Linked DNA regions of Bicyclus anynana: region 1 is linked to region 2. Evidence: chromatin contacts called from public Hi-C data. All regions are on one chromosome and are shown on one strand. The core of a region is the stretch at or near the end of the contact, and the rest is flanking DNA. Distances in the headings are between cores, read along the strand shown.

What was found. A called contact is a pair of places that touch in the nucleus more often than the background predicts.
Region 1: a contact with region 2 is called in a Hi-C map of whole larva, with 4 times the contacts expected there. The contact joins the promoter of LOC112055509 here to the enhancer-like site in region 2. A contact is called at or near these places in 2 of 2 Hi-C or Micro-C datasets (whole body and whole larva).

Annotation. Positions count from the first base shown.
Region 1 is chr1:11,104,737-11,107,436 of ilBicAnyn1.1, forward strand. It overlaps LOC112055509 (myosin-IIIb), which reads right to left and starts at 1,368. Exons shown (of 23, transcript XM_024095650.2): 1 at 1,176-1,368.
Region 2 is chr1:11,057,805-11,060,504 of ilBicAnyn1.1, forward strand. It overlaps LOC112055509 (myosin-IIIb), which reads right to left. Exons shown (of 23, transcript XM_024095650.2): 2 at 773-962. The coding sequence starts at 937. Among protein-coding and RNA genes, the nearest start is that of LOC112051919, 12 kb to the left of the region's middle. Within about 2 kb of position 1,302, at least 5 of the 8 cell types and tissues checked have open chromatin away from gene starts, as enhancers often do.

The DNA of each region.
Region 1 (2,700 bases), core at 118-2,617, 47 kb after region 2:
GGCACCTTAAAGTTTTAAATCTGAAAAGGAAAATGCCCATCCCCGGCCCAGGCCTACCCTTATCCTACCCCGCAACTTATTTATATCTAATAAAATCTTGATAGTTCTACTATTATAATGAAATCATTACTTTATCAAAAAAAAGTTTGCTACAACTTTTTACGACATTTTCGATACATCATTAATTTGCCCCCTGAGTATTACGATATTTTTTGAAGACTTATGATTGGTTTGTTTGTTCGTTTTCTTGTTTGTAAAGCTTTTTGGGAACAGAAAAAAATAATACAGCTTCAAATGTTATTTCGCTGCTTTGGTACACCGGCGAATATTTTGCTTTATGAGAGTGATAAAAAAATAGATATTTTTTTTATACTTCATATTATCATCTCCATATACTTTTATTACGTATTACCTGTGTTCTCTGGGCCGACGTTGTATTGGCCGGTGGGCATTTCCCTATATATTGATATTGTGATACTTGTTTTCTTCTTTCAGTTTATTACGCTTAAGTAGTCGGGTTTTTTATAATAAAACTTTTGCTTTTGTACGGTGATGCAATATAACAATTTAGGTACCTATGTAAGTATTTGGCTGCACTTCAATGCAGCTTCTATAACGGAAGTTACTTGAACGCATCGAGCAGGTAGGTGCATAAATACCTACCCACTTGCAATAAAAAGCACGCTGTATCTACTTTAAGTTTTTTATAACTCTGCGGTTGTAATCAAGGTCATCGTTGCATTATATTAAAAAAATGCAATTGCATGGAGTATGGTCTTGGTAGGAATAAAATAAACCATCTAATATGTACGTAGGTAAAGTATTTTTTTTTAATTATCCGCATTACCGAATTTTGATTTTTTAATGAAACATTTTGGTTTACTTTCATAGTTACTAACTAAAACAATAATAGGTACGTTAAGGTAACTAAGTCACTCAATAAATGTAGGTAGTTTGTGGAAAAACACGTGAAAACCACGAAAAATATTGAGCGCCGAATAATACCTACTTACATGCAATCAGAAAACTACAACAAGATAAGTAATTTTGAAAATAAAAAGCTGAATATTCAAAAATTAATATCACACAGCATTATAACATTAATAAGAACCGATGTTTATAAGGAAAAATGTCATGGAATTTATTGGAAAACAATAACATACTCAATTACTCACCGACAGTTACGGAACACCTTAAATTCAACGTCCAATTGATGAAATCGATAGTTAACAACGACACAGAATAATCAAGACACCCAAACACTGTCCAAAACAGAATCGCAACGTATTTACGATGCCGGCATTTGTAACGGAGACCGAGTGAGCGACACGACAGAGCGAACTCAGAATTCACGGACATGTGAAATCAGCTGTAGCTGCGACTATGGCTAACGGAACGTTCCCCCCTTTCCCCCCCGACACTGCCGCATAGCAGATAAGATTATGTTTATTTACTTACGGATAAACTAGCAAAAATTCTAAATTGTTAGCCGTGGGAAACACGAGTACGTAGGTACTTGGCTTGTTTTTAGTTACTATCTCACTCAATTTTATTCGTATTTCGTGATATTGTGATAATAAGATTTCAATTTTCAAACAGTAAGTAAATTGTTTTAAGATTATGCTCATTCAATATCGATATGTGCTATCGCTATTGATGATAATGTAATTTTATAGCAAAGCGGTTTTATAGTGACATTTGTGGTAAATTATTTACTGTATTTATCTATGTTATTTTTTTTTGTCCACACACAAGTATTAAGAGAAACAAACAGAATATACAAAAATCTATATGGTCGTGGACAAAAAAGTATCCACCTCAGCAATATCTCATCATAACCGATATACCAAAGGTATATCAATAATCTAAGTTTTAATATTTAGGATTACTAGATGTATAACACCCAAAATAATGACTAATGCCTGCTTCTATTTCATACTTACCTATAATGCATATTATTTTAGACATTACTTTACAGAATTGTTTTTTATCCCACACTCGAGTCTAAATCTATACCTATGCTATTAGATAGAGGTCTATTTCAATTTAGTTTGAAAACTGCATGAAAATTCTTTCGGGTTTTTCAGCCGTACGGACTTAAATAGAAGAATCGAATTGTACTTAGTTAGATTCTTCATTTGGATTTTCTTTTTATTTTATATAAAAACTTTTTAATACAATTTAATGCATGATATGATTAAAAAAACTTGTCTGACAATAACTTAGGGAAAAGTTGTCGTGGTGTCGTACCTATAAGGTCAACATTTATTGCATCATAAGTAAAATATGCAACAAACATGAGTCACTAGCACCGATGACCGACCGCTTCCAAAGTTTCAAAGAGATAAAAACATTGATCATAATATAGACTCATTATGCTAATATGGTTACCTACTCATCATTATCTATACAAATATTATAAATAGGAAAGATTTAACTGTATGTTTGTCTTATGCCTAACTTTATTTATAGTCATGACACAATACTCGTAAGTGTTCTTTTATTAAAAAAAAATATGGAAATGCCGCCGTTATAAAAGGGTCTATACTATAATTGTATCTTGGTATTATTTCTTATCCAAATAAATTACTTCAGATTCAAGACTGCTTCAATACCTTTATTATCCGACTGCGTCAGAAGGAGGGTAATGTATTTCAACTTATTGAATTGTTCAATTCGTACATTACAAGGAAAAACAGC
Region 2 (2,700 bases), core at 52-2,551:
CTTTATTGTTCGCAAAATATGGACTAGTAGGTATTTAAATTAGATAATCAGTTGTTTATGCTGTCGCTGTTTACATATTTAGTACAGAAATTAATATTAGAATAGTTCTAATATTTAAAAAATCATATTAAACATATGCGTCAGATATGAGTATAGTTTTATGCATTCATGGAATTTAGTTTTGATATTACAAGTATTCCATTGAATGCTGATAATAATAAAGTGAATCATCTATTGGTATTACATTTTATTGTGAAGTTTATAAAGTAAGTTGCAAGCTTATAATATTGGTAAGTTCCCTTTCAGGGAAATCGAGATCAATCACCAGTACACACTTCACTTTTCGGTGTGCGTTTTAAGTAGTTAAATAACAACACAGCAACGGTGTGAATAACTACGGAGGAAACCTGAGCATCTACATAGGAATATTACAAATGCAAAAAGTAAGTCTGTCTATCTATTAACTTTTCTCGGCTAAACCACAGAACCGTTTTGGATGAAACTTAGTTTAGAGATAAAATTAATCATGGAGCAGCACAGGCTACTTTAAATCCTAGACAAATTTATGATTTCCGTGTAATTTGTACAAAATTAAATACGTTAATATATTTTTTATAATAAGTTAATAAAAAAGTTTTTCATAACAGGTATATTCAAATGTGTAAGAAGTATACTAATCCACCTTTCTTATTCTAGGAAGAAGACCGCTGCCTTGTAATTGGTTGATAATGGATTGATGATCTTAATTATTATGGAGGAAAGATGACTATACCTTAACAGCAACCCGTCGGCCAGTCTTTTTGTCCTTAGCGCAGTACACTTCGCCGTATGTACCTTCGCCTATCAGCTCTTGCAGCGTGAATCGATCCTGAGGGTCCGCAGCGCGGTCCAACTCGACATGCTGGGACAGCCCTCGGTACGCCATGTCGCTGCGCATGGCTTACGCTTTACATTGATTACACCTGGAATAGAAAAGAAAGGAAATCATAACGGAGATATATTAGGCACTTGATGGTAGATCAAAGCTGTTTCTGTATTCACGCGTTCGCGCGTGTAATTATGGGTCTAATTTCGATGTTATTCTAGCCGACATATTTTAGCGATCCTTAGACGTATGAATGCATTGCCATCTTTTAAGTAATGCTGGCTGGTATCCGAAAACATATATAAGTAAAAAAAATGATCGGGACTGATTTTATTGGTCGTGCTGTTACTGAACTCCCGGCCGCTATACCACTACGTACAACCCGATACGGGCAAACGGGTTTTTTGGCTGCTGGGTTTCCCCTCTGGCCCAGTTCACTCCTTAGTTAACCTGCACTCCTAGACTCTTCCGGGAGATCTATATTAATATCAGGCTTAGTGTGGACAAGGGCCACACAGCACCAGGACTCCCGACCACAAACCATCCTCCGAACCCGACCTCCGAGTAGCCGAATTACAGGAGTTTCACCCACGTGGTTCGAGTTCCCGTAGGAATACGGGGATAACATATAGCCTTCCTTGATCAATGGGCTATCTAACACTGAATTTTTTTTTAAATCGAACTAGTAGTTCCTGAGATTAGCGCGTTTAAGCAAACAAACAAACTCCTCTGCTTTATAATATTAGAAAAGATGTATTAGAATATTCGTAAATGGATCTATGGTGGGTTGCAAGTGTACAAGAATGTGTACAGTATTCAAATTTTATCTAGTGCCGGCATTACTCTTATAATTGAACTAGCTGACGACGCGCGGTTTCACCCGCATGGTTTCCGTTCTTCTAGGAATACGGGGATAATATATAGCTATCTAACACTGAAAGATTTTTTCAAATCGGACCAGTAGTTCCTGAGATTAGCACGTTCAAACAAACAAACTCTTCAGCTTTATAATATTAGTATAGATATAGGTATGCTCTTACAAAGTCCACGAGGTGAGTATTATACAATTGCATAGACGAGTAACATTGTAATTTGAATACAAATATTATTATTTTTCCTTAACACATGACACAGTTATCAAATGCAAGCCAAAGGTTTCTTCCGTTATGTCAGCATTATGTGCAATGCAATGTTATTATTGTTAATAACGACTTATGGAATGGTTGCGAAAAGGCAAGAGTTCCCAGTGTCATTTCTGGTTAGGTTACGTAGTTACTTACGTACGATTTGAACTTTTTTTATAATAATAATTGAACAACGAAAAAGCTTCACCTAATATTTAGTAGAAAACTATACTAATCCGGGGCATGCACCTCCAACTTTTCAGTTGTGTGCATTTTAAGAAATTAAATATCACGTGTCACAAACGGTGAAGGAAAACATCGTGAGGAAACCTGCATACCAATGAATTTGCTCAATTCTCTGCGTGTGTGAAGTATGGAAATCCGCATTGGGCCAGCACGGCGGATTATTGGCCTAACCCCTCTCATTCTGAGAGGAGACTCGAGCACAGCAGTGAGCCAAATATGGGTTGATAATATTTTAATAGAGATTCAATAGAACAATTAATATAATTCATTAGTCAAGAGAAATACGGTCCAAAAATGTTATTGCTCCTCAGAGAAAAATGTATAACATTCATAATTTACCAAGAAAGTATATACAGGATGCTGCATGTAAAGTGATTTTTTATCATTATGTAGATTATGCAAATTTATAATAAAAACACTCATTAGCATGTGACTCCGTTTTATGTGCGATTTCTATAAAAATGG